Regions from separate parts of the Mus musculus genome. Here all the other regions are linked to region 3. Evidence: chromatin contacts called from public HiChIP or PLAC-seq and capture Hi-C data. All regions are on one chromosome and are shown on one strand. Each heading gives the region's core, a stretch centred on a gene start, on an enhancer-like site or on the middle of the called end of the contact. The rest is flanking DNA. Distances are from core to core; before and after follow the strand shown. Region 1 overlaps Tenm4 (teneurin transmembrane protein 4). Region 2 has its middle 110 kb from the start of Tenm4. Region 3 overlaps Tenm4 (teneurin transmembrane protein 4).

What was found. HiChIP or PLAC-seq counts read pairs in DNA pulled down with a chosen protein or histone mark. Capture Hi-C pulls out chosen DNA fragments and counts their contacts.
Region 1: an H3K27ac HiChIP or PLAC-seq map of embryonic stem cells shows a contact between it and region 3, with 7 read pairs. The contact joins two enhancer-like sites. A contact is called at or near these places in 13 of 484 Hi-C or Micro-C datasets (the N1E-115 cell line, cerebral cortex, cochlea and 3 more), 16 of 115 datasets of contacts at active chromatin or transcription factors (craniofacial prominence, embryonic basal ganglia, embryonic forebrain and 9 more) and 1 of 9 other capture datasets (liver).
Region 2: a capture Hi-C map of embryonic stem cells shows a contact between it and region 3, with 2.8 times the contacts expected there. The contact joins two enhancer-like sites. A contact is called at or near these places in 2 of 115 datasets of contacts at active chromatin or transcription factors (both in embryonic stem cells) and 1 of 9 other capture datasets (embryonic stem cells).

The regions. Positions count from the first base shown.
Region 1 is chr7:96,202,859-96,207,334 of GRCm38.p6, forward strand. The region is part of intron 1 of Tenm4 (teneurin transmembrane protein 4); the gene reads left to right. It also overlaps the pseudogene Gm8319. Among named protein-coding and RNA genes, the nearest start is that of Tenm4, 34 kb to the left of the region's middle. Within about 2 kb of position 2,348, at least 13 of the 459 cell types and tissues checked have an H3K27ac peak or open chromatin away from gene starts, as enhancers often do. A contact at or near this core is called in embryonic stem cells, where this site is marked.
Region 2 is chr7:96,059,811-96,064,285 of GRCm38.p6, forward strand. No RefSeq gene overlaps it. Among named protein-coding and RNA genes, the nearest start is that of Tenm4, 110 kb to the right of the region's middle. Within about 2 kb of position 2,066, at least 4 of the 459 cell types and tissues checked have an H3K27ac peak or open chromatin away from gene starts, as enhancers often do. A contact at or near this core is called in embryonic stem cells, where this site is marked.
Region 3 is chr7:96,491,769-96,495,983 of GRCm38.p6, forward strand. The region is part of intron 3 of Tenm4 (teneurin transmembrane protein 4); the gene reads left to right. Among named protein-coding and RNA genes, the nearest start is that of Gm15412, 150 kb to the left of the region's middle. Within about 2 kb of position 2,428, at least 10 of the 459 cell types and tissues checked have an H3K27ac peak or open chromatin away from gene starts, as enhancers often do. A contact at or near this core is called in embryonic stem cells, where this site is marked.

The DNA.
Region 1 (4,476 bases), core at 1,098-3,597, 290 kb before region 3:
TTTATAGACAAGAAAAAAAAACTGCGCTAGAACCAACTTATTCATCATCATCATCTTCTTCTTCATCTTCGTCTTCCTCTTCTTCCTCCTCTTCTTCATCCTCTTCATCCTCCTCATCATCTTCCTCTTCCTTCTTTTTCTTGCTCTTTTCAGCCTTGACCACCCCCTTTTTCGCTGCATCAGGTTTTCCTTTAGCTCTGTAGGCAGCAATATCCTTCTCATACTTCTCCTTCAGCTTGGCAGCTTTCTTCTCATAGGGCTGCTTGTCATCTGCTGCAGTGTTGTTCCACATTTCTCCTAGTTTCTTTGCAACATCACCAATGGATAAGCCAGGATGCTCGCCTTTGATTTTGGGGCGGTACTCAGAACAGAACAAGAAGAAGGAGGCCTCTTGGGTACATTGGGGTCCTTGAACTTCTTTTTGGTCTCCCCTTTGGGGGGGATGTAGGTTTTCATTTCTCTTTCATAACGAGCCTTGTCAGCCTTTGCCATATCTTCAAATTTCCCCTTTTCTTTAGCAGACATGGTCTTCCACCTCTCTGAGCACTTCTTGGAGAACTCTGAGAAGTTGACAGAAGCATCCGGGTGCTTCTTCTTGTGCTCCTCCCGGCAAGTTTGCACAAAGAATGCATATGAGGACATTTTGCTTCTCGGCTTCTTAGGATCTCCTTTGCCCATGTTTAGTTGATTTTCCTCCGCGAGGCACAGAGTCGCCCAGTGCCCGTCCGGCTCGCGCTTGCCCCGGCGCTGTCTCTATGGAGCTCAATGTACTGCAATGGCTGTCTTATCAGAACATTCTTAGAATAGGACCTTCAGCAACTTGCTTAACTTCTCTGTTTCATTTTTAAATTACATGTATTTATTGCCTATATGTGCATCACACGCATATGCACGACGTGCCAGGATACTAGTGTGGACATCAAAGGATGTCTTAGTGAGAGTTATTATTGCTGTGACAAACACGCCATGACCAAAAGCACCTTAAGGAGAAAAGAGTTTGTTAGACTTACACATCACTGCGCATCACTGAAGAAGTCAGGGCAGAAACTCAAGGCAGGAATCTGGAGGCCGGAGCTGGTGCAGAGGCTATGGAGGAAAGCTACTTATTTGATGGTTCCCATGGCTTCTTCAGCCTGCTTTCTTACAGAATCCAGAACCATCAGCCCAAGGCTGGCGCCACCCACAAAGGGGCGGGCCCCACCCTCCCCCACCAATCATTCATTAAGAAAATGCTTTACAGCCTGCCTGCAGCCAGATCTTATGGAAGTGTTTTCTCAGTTGAGGCTTCCTTCTCTCAGATGACTATAGCTTGGATCAAGTTGACATAGCACTAGCCAGCACAAATGACAATGTATGAGAGTTAGTTTGCTTCTTTGTGGAACCCAGGGCTCAGTCTCAGGTGGCCAGATTTGGCAGCAAGTTCCTTGACTTGCTGATAGCCTTTTGCTAGTTCTTGCTTAACGTCCCCGTGTCTCAGTTTTCTCACCTATGTTGTGGAAATAGTGACTGTGTCGATCACATGGCCTGGAGCTACAACTGAAATGAGGTAACCCTCTTTGCTGTTTTCCAGAAGTGTTCAGGCCATGCAGGGTCTATTAACATCCGTTTCTTAATTCAGTGAAGGAATTTTTGCTAAGGATGTGTAAAAGCCAGATAGGCCGTAAGGAGCAGAGTGGAGGACAAGATCCAACCATTTCCCTAAAAGAGTATTTGTGATGATCCTAGGGCGTGCTCCCCTTACTTGCAGACAGTTTAAGTTGTCATTTATTCCCAAATACCAGCTTCTCTTTCCATCAGGCCGAAAGACAGCTCACGGGTTAGATAGGCAGGCAGCACAGAAATTCACTGAGTCAGCTGGCCAGAGAGTAGTCATGGCTTCCCCTCTTGCTTTTTACAAATGTGGTTGAGCTAGAAAAGGCCAGGAACCGGGGGTGGGGTGGGGGCGGGGGTGGGGGGGTGTCTTCTGACACCGACTGTCCATACGCTGCGGAGCCAGCAGGGGGGAGTGGGGGTGGGTTCAGTACTCTCACGCCCTTTCCTTGGATAGCAAGAGGATCCCACAGATGATACATCCGGGAAGCTCCAGGCCACACCCAAGGACTTCCAGGAACCTTCCCGGTTCTCCTCAGCCTTCACTACTGTTCAGCATTCAGCTCTGACCATTTCTAGGCGGTGCCCCCTTCTCCTTCACAGGCTCCCCCTCAGGGTGGGTGAGGAATGGAAAGAATTGCAGATGTAGAGGTTGGGGAAAGATGGAAGGAGTCGGCTTGCTTAGGTGCTGTGCTATTGTTATTCAGGTTAAGGAACATCCAGTCTCTTATGCTAAATATCTCAACAGGGTGGGCATTCAATGGGGAGCTTTTCTAGGGAGCTTTCTACTTACATTTAGCTGCCTGAAGCCTGGGGGCGTGCCCTGACCCTTTCCTTACCCTCTAATTGTGAAAGTCTGCCGGGGCCTATCAGTGGGTATCTAAATCCTATGAAACCAGCTTGGCATTTGATAAAGTATCAGACAGACAGCAGGCATGAAGCATTGGCCGCTCCCCCTCTGTGATCCCTTGCCTGGAATTCTCACATCCAGCAACCCTTCTGTAGTAACTGCTGGTCTCCAAACAGAAGTTGTTATTTTTTCAAATAAATATGTTTCCTAATTAAAACTTGCCCTTTAAAGACTCACACGTTCTTGGCCCCACTTTATGTTTTCCTTTCCTTGTAACATATTACAGAATCAATAAGGGCAATGCAAATATCTTTAATATATACAGCTCCAACGGCTCTAATAACGCATCTGCCTCCACACAATCGCCCTCTCCCCTCACCAGCCCAGCTGATAATTTCTGCTGATTTGTTAAATGCCTTGGTATTTCACTCTGGATGATAAAGCCTGGAAGGCACTTAGCTCTTCAGGGGATTGGGGAGGGCACATTGAAAAGGGACAAAGTGGATGGTGGAGATTTCCAGCCATGTCTGTGGTTTTTATGACAGTTCTTATAAACAAGGAACAATTAGTATCCGAGGCAGAGAAAGTACAGAAAGAAAGAAAAGAAGAAAGAGAGAAAGAAAGAAAGAAAGACAGAAAGAAAGAAAGAAAGAAAGAAAGAAAGAAAGAAAGAAAATGTCTATTACTCATAACCCCACCATCCTCAGTCAAAAATTTGACAATATTTTTATATTTCTTTTCTTTTGTTCCCTAGTTAATTTTTGCTAGAGGATTTCAAAAATATAATTATCAATTTTGAATTGTTTTAAATTTTGTTTACAAAATAGCAATATCCTAACGGACTGAAAACTAGACCAAAATATTATTTGAGAGTATACACATAATACTCTAACGAAGGCTGTTCCAATATTACTTTTCTTTTTTTTTTCTTTTTTAAATATTTTTATTAGGTATTTTCCTCATTTACATTTCCAATCCTATCCCAAAAGTCCCCCATACCCTCCCCCTCCACTCCCCTACCCACCCACTCCCACTTTTTGACCCTGGCATTCCCCTGTACTGGGGCATATAAAGTTTGCATGACCAATGGGCCTCTCTTTCCAGTGATGGCGGACTAGGCCATCTTTTGATACATATGCAGCTAGAGACAAGAGCTCCTGGGTACTGGTTAATTCATATTGTTGTTCCACCTATAGGGTTGCAGTTCCCTTTAGCTCCTTGGGTACTTTCTCTAGCTCCTCCATTGGGGGCCCTGTGATCCATCCAATAGCTGACTGTGAGCATCCACTTCTGTGTTTGCTAGGCCCCGGCATAGTCTCCCAATATTACTTCTCATACTTGATCTTTTATGCTGGTTTTTGATCTTTTTATCTCTGTCTTCATTATTATAAATGATGTAAATCTTTTGTATATTATACCGTGTCCCAACCTTTGGTGTAATACACATACACTAAGAAGGTCTTCTCTTCTCTTCTCTTCTCTTCTCTTCTCTTCTCTTCTCTTCTCTTCTCTTCTCTTCTCTTCCCTTCCCTTCCCTTCCCTTCCCTTCCCTTCCCTTCCCTTCCCTTCCCTTCCCTTCCCTTCCCTTCCCCCCCTATGTCTCTCTCTCTCTAATGTCATTTGTTTTCTGTGGCCTTAGAGAGCCACACAGGAGCATGAACAAATGCACTTAGCACACAGTTGGACTATCATCTGATGACAATGGACCTCATTTCCCCTCTACTTCCTTCTGAACCCGTTCCACACTGCAAGGAATTCTTCCATCATCCACCAGGATAACCAAACTGAAGAAAGATTGTTACCTTTAACTTCTAGCCCAGTCCCCTCTGGGTGGCCACCCAAAATGTCCACCTCACCATACAAACCTACTTGCTCTCAAACCTCTTCTCTTCTTCATGACAAATGCCTTAGTTTACATGAATCGCCTACTTGTTTCTGTCTTTTGTCTTCTCAAACTACCCCATTCCTTCTTTTTCCCTCCCTCCTGCTTCCAAATCATCTTGTTTCAACTGTACTCAAGATCACATCCCTCTCCA
Region 2 (4,475 bases), core at 816-3,315, 430 kb before region 3:
AAGACACTGTCAATAAGACAAAAAGGCCACCAACAGATTGGAAAAGGATTTTTACCAATCCTAACTCTGATAGGGAACTAATATCCAATATATACAAAGAGCTCAAGAAGCTGGACTGCAGAAATTCAAATAACCCCATTAAAAACTAGGTCACAGAGCTAAACAAAGAATTCTCAACTGAGGAATACTGAATAGCTGAGAAGCACCTGAAACAATGTTTAACATCCTTAATCATCAGGGAAATGCAAATCAAAACAACCCTGAGATTCCACCTCACACCAGTCAGAATGGCTAAGATCAAAAATTCAGGTGACAGCAGATGCTGGCGAGGATGTGGAGAAAGAGGAACACTCCTCCATTGCTGGTGGGATTGCAAGCTAGTACAACCACTCTGGAGTCAGTCTGGAGGTTCCTCAGAAAATTGGACATAATACTACCAGAAAATTCAGCAATACCTCTCCTGGGCATATATCCAGAAGAACTTCCAACTGGTAATAAGGACACATGCTCCATTATGTTCATAGCAGCCTTATTTATAATAGCCAGAAGCTAGAAAGAACCCAAATGTCCCTCAACAGAAGAATGGATACAGAAAATGTGTTATATTTACACAATGGAGTACTACTCAACTATTAAAAACAATGAATTTATGAAATTCTTGGACAAATGGTTGTATCTGGAGGATATCATCCTTAGTGAGGTAACCCAATCACAAAAGAAGTCATTAGATATGCACTCACTGATAAGTAGATATTAGCCTAGAAACAGAGAACACCCAAGGTACAATTTGCAAAACACAAGAAAATCAAGAAGAGGAAAGACCAATGGGTAGATACTTGGTTCCTCCTTAGAATCGGGGACAAAATACCCATGAAAGGAGTTACAGAGACAAAGTTTGGAGCTAAGACGAAAGGATGGACTTTCCAGAGACTACCCCCACCCGGGGATCCATCCCATAATCAGCCACCAAACCCAGACACTACTGCATATGCCAGCAAGATTTTAATGAAGGGACCCTGGTATGACTGTCTCGTATGAGGCTATGCCAGTGCCTGGCAAATACAGAAGTGGATGCTCACAGTTATCTATAAGATGGAACACAGGGCCCCCAATGGAGAAGCTAGAGAAAGCACCCAAGGAGCTGAAGGAGTCTGCAACCCTATAGGTGGAACAACAATATGAACTAACCAGTACCCCGGAGCTCATGTCTCTAGCTGCATATGTAGCAGAAGATGCCCTAGTCGGCCATCATTGGGAAGAGAGGCCCCTTAGTCTTGCAAACTTTATATGCCCCAGTATAGGGGAATGCCAGGGCCAAGAAGTGGGAGTGGGTGGGTAGGGGAGCAGGGCAGGGGGAGGGTATAGGGAACTTTTGGGATAGCATTTGAAATTTGAAATGTATATAAAGAAAATATCTAATAAAAAAAAGGACACACTTTATAGGAACAGAGGGGGGGAAAAAAGGAAAGGCACAATCCTTTTCAAAGCATATGCTAACAGATGTCATTTCTCCCAGCCTTAATTTATTGATCATAGACTCACAAAATGGTAGGCTAAGTAATTTCTTGAAGCATGAACCTTAACAAATGGGATGATGCTCATCCTCACTGTCTGTTCTCCCTGGAAATCCATCAAAGCATTGGAACTTTCCAAGGCCAGCGGTTTTTGCTATTGTTGTTGGTTTGTTTGTTTGTTTTGTTTTGTTTTTTGTTTTTTGTCTTAAATTTTTTTAATTTAATTTAATTTTAATTTATTTTTACACTCCATATTCCATTCCCTGCCCCCCTCCATTCAGCCTCTGTCTGCTCCCCACCCTACCCTATCTGCATATGCATGCCCCCACCCCACCCTACCCTATCTGCATATGCATGCCCCCACCCCACCCTACCCTATCTGCATATGCACGCCCCCACCCAACCTGACCTCTAAACTCCATGGGACCCCCAGTCTCTTGAGAGTTAGGTGCATCATCTCTGAATAAACACAGACCTGGAAGTCCTCTACTGTATGTGTATTGGGAGCCTCATATCAGCTGGTGTATGCTGTCTGTTCTGTCTATTTGGTGGGTGGTCCAATGTTTGAGAAATCTTAGGGCCCAGATTAATTGAGACTGCTGGTTCTACAGGGTCACCCTTCTCCACAGCTTCTTTCAGCTCTCCCTAATTCAACAACAGGGGTCAGCTGCTTCTGTCCATTGGTTGGGTGCCAAATATCTGCATCTAACTCTTTCAGCAGCTTGTTGGGTCTTTCGGAGGGCAGTCATGATAGATTCCTTTTTGTGAGCTCTCCATAGCCTCAGTAATAGTGTCAGAAGGCCAGCGTTCTTGACAAAGTGTAGCCCTCCCCCTAAGACCACCACCACCTCCACCCTCATCAGTATCTCCTGGGAAATCATCAGAAATGCAAATTCTTGAACAACTCAATCAAATCGATGAACTAGAGATAAGGCCAGGAATCTGAGCTCTAAATTCCTTTCAGGAAGCGTGGTGTGTGCTAAATTTTGAGAGCTACTGCCATAGAGGAATGAGACCTTGGGACACAAGCATTTCTTTTCTAACTGCAAACATTTATAGAAGCTACTGAGGCAAGTCTGAAACTCAGCACTCAAGAAACATTCACAGAGATACACAAAACAGTCTATCCTTAAGAAATCAGTAGTCCAGCAAAATTATAAATAATTTTGCTATTTAGCTAGCTAAACTAAGAGGCAGAAGAGTGGAGTGTCATGCTACTGGACGAGAAATGGGCAATAGAATCATCTCTGGGGATTTAAAAATTATGTATCCCAAGTAGCAGATTCAGAAGTCTGGGATGGATTCCAGCAACCTTTTCTTACTTGAGAACACTGGGTCGTGACAATGAGCACGGGTCTGAAGCAAGACTGGGTTGTGCCCTGTGTCAGCTCTGTGTCCTTGGGGTAGCTGGATATTCTGCTCAGGGACAGAGGGCTAGTACAATGATTACAAGCATGGGCTCTGAAGAAGGACTCCCTGGGTCTGAACTGAAGCACCACAACACACAAATGATGTAGCCATGGGTAAGGTACTTCAGTTCTCTGTACCTCCGTCTTCCTCTCTAAATGGTAGGGATGCTCAATAAGTTAACTTAGTCTTAAGATTAAGTTGGTAAGATATATATGACTTGAGATATATATGGTATATGTATCATATATACAGGACTTGAATCAGTAATGTAACATAGATTTGTGGTAATAATGATGATGATAGCTTCAAATGAAGATAAAATAATAACATTTAGTTAAAGTGTTCTTGGAACAATATTAGATAATAAAATACAAAAAAATAAGGAAAGGTTTGTTTCCATTTCTAGCTTAGGGTCTAACTACACATTATTTTTTCCTTCTATGTGCATACATCATTCTCTGAAAATATACAGTGGAGAGAAATACTTTGTCAAGGAGTTTTGGGTATCCCAGCCCCTTGCATCCACATGGCCCAATGGATATCTTCACTTCTCTGTAATACTCCTAAGCTTCCGCTTTGCTTTTGACTTCCTGAGAAGATCAGTGTAGTCTATCTCCTGAGCTTTGAGGATTCAATCAGAAGCCTTTCGTTTTAAATAATCATCTCCACATGCTTCTGCAAAGCACTGTGCTTGTGAAGTGCCGGAAACCTTGATAAAAAGCATGTTCTGACTCGTAGACACAGGACTGGTCCTGAGAGCTCACCTTTAAAATAAGCTTCCAAACGCTGCTAGTTGCCAGCACATGCATTGCTTTAGCAGAGTCCTGCAGTGGCCTCAACACTTCCACAGGAGCATCCACATATCCTCAAACTGTTCTAGATTTCATTTGCAAGCTCCTAAAAGCAAAATAGCACAGTAGAAGAAGTTCTAAATCCAGAGGAGGAGGCCAGGTTCTGAATTCTGCCTTAGCTTCCCATAAGGCCAGTGACCTTAAGAAACACATTTCTGAGAATTCCCAGTATTTTCTAACTATATCTCCTTAACAGGGCATTGTGAAATCTAGATGATATACTTTACATGAGAACTATGAAGATCAGAAGTCTTAGTGCAAAATGAAGACCATTGACAAGCCTATTGCAAACTACACATACAAATAGTCTGGTGCCTTGTTAACCCCTTGAACTGAAGGAACAGAGCAGGAATGTCTTTCTTCCTTTCTCATATTATACTCATTCTTGGATTTGAACATTTCTGAATTATTCAGTACTCAATATAAATGAGGCTGTATCAAAAAAACTGAAGGGGTATATTATGAAGGGATCATTCAACTATACCCCGTAGTTGAATCTGCTCTTAAATCTGCCTTACTAACTGCTTTTTATAAATAAAGTTTTATTGGAATACAGTCATACACCTATTTGTTACATATTGCTTAAACATGTTTTCATTCTCCCATGTCAGAGTTTAAGAATTGTATCCAAAACCACATGCCCTGCAAAGGTTTAATGATGTTTGTCATCTGAGACTAAGTTTCATTTTGGCTTCTAGTA
Region 3 (4,215 bases), core at 1,178-3,677:
GGAATCCCTCATTCCTCCTTGAGATTAGTCTCTGCTGTGTTTGGCTTAGTGCATGCTAATGCTCGTAGATCAATTTAAGGCTCTTCTTTCTTCCACAGTGAATGTTTTGGGTTTCCCTGTATGCAAACAGGGTGATTTAGGCACCTTTCTGTTACTAGAAGAGTCAACTTGGACCCTGCTAGAGACTTCATCACCAAAGTCATACTTCTCAGGGACACCAGAACCCAGAGTTCTTGTCCCCTCTCATGGCATGTCCACTGGACATCAGTAGATGGATGCCTGCCAGAATGGAAATTATGGCTTTGGAAGGGGACTGGAGGAATGTGGCTGGCTCCAAGCCTCTTCTTTTCCCATTCGACTGGAAGGTTATGTTCATTTGAGCTTTGAAACCAAAAATAAATCATTGTAATCCATTTGCTAATTATACCATGTGAAGTTCTAGACGCTGTAAATTGCAGCTGCAATATATCTAGATGAAGTTTGGAGAGTTTATTTTTAGTGATACCAAAAGCACTTGGCTTCCTGGAGGCTTCATTTGCTGGTCTGGGAGTGGAGAGAGAGCTGCGTGGACACAGCCCTTCTGGTCCCTCTGCTGATCCCTGGTTGTAGTGACTTAGCCTGAAGCCCTTTCTAAGTTCTGACTCTGATCTTTTGACTGTGGGAACTGGGATATGTCTGGATGTAGGTCTCCAATGTTAAATTCACCTGGAGCATGTCAAAATCCACCTCACTGACGTGTTTGTGAGCCACGGTGCACGAATTTCATGTTCAATGGGAACATCCTCCCCTTTTGGGCTCCTTATCTGTTGGATGGATTCGATATTTCCTTAGTTCCCGGTGTTTTTATTTTCATCCACTGAGACCTGCATTTGACGATTTTTGGATGCCAACGCCATCTTGTTTCCATCGCTGACGTTTGTGTGCCAAGCCCTAGGTTTGGTTCTGAATGGATCAGGAATGAACTGACTTCACCTTCAAGCCCAGCGACAGCAGTGAAGATGCTGCAGCTCCTCTTGAACTGTGACATTCGTGATGGATGATGGAATGCCAAGTGAGACTTAGCTAGCAAAGATGATCTGGAGTGAAAGTGGGTTCATTTACACCTCTTAAAGAAAGGGAAGGCGAATCTCTCAAGAATGAGAAGGCATTTGAGTGTGGCTTGATGTGTAAATGCGATTCTAAAATGTGGTGATTGGGTAAGGAAATTGACAAGACCTGGTTTAGTAACCTTGGCAACCGTCCTGGCTAGATAGATCACGAGAATTTCGTCCATGCACAAGTTCTGAGAAGAACTTCTCCCTTACCCAAGCACCATGACTTCTAACTTCTAGTAAGCTTCTTCCTATTATAACAATAGCCTGTTGTTGTGTTTCCAAGGGTGAGCATTTAAAAAACATCTTTAGGGGTGCTGGAGAGATGGATTATCAATTAATGCTCTTCCAGAGGACTCTGGTTCAAATCTCAGCACCTACATGCAACACAACTATCCATGACTCCAGTTCAAAAGGTTCCAATGCCTTCTTTATTATCCATGTATCCTAGACATGCATGTAGTAACATACAGGCAAAACATGGCTATGCACATAAAATAAATAAATCCAATTAAATTAAAATCAACAATCAAAGAGAAAAAGCAAAGCAAGAACAAAAGAAACACTGGTAACAAATCCCTTTGTTTGGTTGCTTCTATTTAGACTTCTAGAAAGCAGTATGCTCTGTATGTTCAATTCTTAGGGGACCAATGGGTAGCTTGGGATACAGAATTTTCATAATGAGGGATGGGAGTAGTTTCGTTGAGTAGGCTTGGCAGAGCAGGGCCTGGACCAATGGGTTGTGTTTCAGACCAGAGGCCTTCTGGGGGAGGCAGAACGAGGTGAAGGGAGGACAGTGTAACATCATGGGGAGATGGTAATCTCAGAGGCCAAGAACTAGGAGGCTGGCAGGAGTGAGGACCACAGTGGAGCCTATATGCTCTGGATTAGATGAAACAGGAGTTTGACTCCTAATCTCCCAAGTCTTGGCTGAGTGGTCCTAGGACTTTATAAGACTTTTCTACCCTTCCATTCTCTCATCTGAGAAATATAAAGAATAGCATCTACCTCTGGTGGTTATTGTGCAAATGAAGAGAAATAAATGATGTTCAACACATTAACCGGCATGAAGGTATTGTGCACTTAATAAATGGTGGCTTAGGGTCATTGTTCTTTCTGAAGTGATTCTAATGAAATCATAGAAATTCAAATTCCAATGCCAAAGGGACTTCTTAGAAGATGGAAAAGGCAGGGGAAGCCCGTGGCATAAATGCTGAGGCAGGACAGTTTCCAGAAGGATGGGCAGTTCCTGTGACTGATGAGTCAGAGAGGCCACCGTGGATCCATCCTTTGCAGTGTCATCGTCACGATCCTGATGAGAGCATTCAGCAGATGAGAGTCACACCACAGCGATCCGTGAAGAGCAAGCGTAGGCAAGAAAGACGCAGACAGATCTTCCAGCTAAGCTCGGAGGAGAAAAGAGCACACGGTGGGGGCGGGGGCAAGGTCACCGGAAGGGCGTGTGCTAGAGGAAGATTCCTGGAACTCTGTCAGCATCGAGCTGCTCTGCTCGCCGCCCACTACCTAACCCCAGCCCTCTTCCAGAATTACATCTGCCAAGGAGATTGCCTCTGAATTTACCTCCTGAGGTTGTATATTAAAATCTTGACAGAATGTAATCTTGGAATGAAGCAGGTTAGAAAGGAGGGCGGCATTGCAGGTGATCAGGGGAGCGGATCTAGAGGACAGTGACTGAGAAGACATATCTGATCAGGGCAAGGAGGGCAGCATTGCAGGTGATCACGGGGCAGGTCTCACAGACAGTGAGGGAGAAGATGTATTTGAGAGGGCAAGGAGTGACAGAGGGAAGAGTAAGAGATCCAGGTTCCAGTACTCAGGGCAGAGTGTATAACTGCACGTGCACTTTCATGCACAAGCATGCATACACAACACATACATGCATGCGTGCGCGCACACACACACACATCAGGAGTTTCTTCCTTTGCTACCTTTTACCTTTCTGAGTTGACACCATGGCTTCTATTTAGACAGACTTGCTAAGACCCAGTGACAAATGTGCTTATTATTTAGAAACTTCAAATGGTTGGAGAGCATGAGACACTGTCGTTTATATTATTATAAGCAAAAGCTAGCCCAACCTGGGCAGCTTTCGCTTTTACTCTCCTTGGTTTTTGTGGTTTGTTGTTGTTTTTCTGGCTTTTGTCACCAGAACTAAGTGTAATTTGGAGCTGTCTGCGTTGCTCACAACCTCTTTTACCAGCAAAGAAATGGGAGTGTAGAAGGGGCTGAAAGAAACTGGCCTAAGCAGGGCTATGGCTAGAGTGCTTGCCTACAGTACCCAAAGTCAATCCCCACTTAGCACTCTGGAGGTGGGAGCAGGAGGACTCGGTGTTAAAGGTCATCTTCAACTACATAGTGACTTTGTGGCCAGTCTGGCCCTGTCTTAAGAAAGAAGGGTGAAGATAGGAGGGAGAAAGAAGGAAAGAATGGAGAAAGGAAGGCAGGAAGAAAAAAAACTGGCCAGAGATCACATCAGAAAACACATTAATATTCTAAGCATATACGCAACATTTACAAAAGTTGACTACATCTTAGTCCATAAAACATTTCCCAATAAATTTCAAGGAATCAGAATCCTACAGACCGCATTTTCTCACCACAATGCAATTAAGCTAAAAGTCAATAACAGGAAGATGAGACGTTTTCTATTTTGTATCTTTTAAAACTGTATTGAGAGATTTTACAAACACACTACTAACTCACTCTTGGGTCAAAAAGAAATGACAATAGAAATTATAAAATAGTTACAAATGAACTATCAAGGAAATATTAAATATCAAAAGTTGTGGAATACAGCCAAGACAACACTTAGAGGGAAATTTATGATCTTCAGTGCTTATGTTAGAAAAAGAAAAGGGCTAAAAATTAATGAATGGCCTATGTATCCAATTTAAGCACAACAATAGTCATAAATCAGTCGGCTTAGAGTTGATACCAACAGCAGAGCCAGAATTCTGGTCATAGATAAAGCTGGCCCAGCATTCCTCGTTCTCATTACTACACCACAAACATGGCTTCAGTGCCGTTTCTCATAACATGCTCAGGGCCAAGAAATTTTGTTTCTCCCACAGAGTTGAAGAGTTAAGCCTATAGGGCAGCTCTC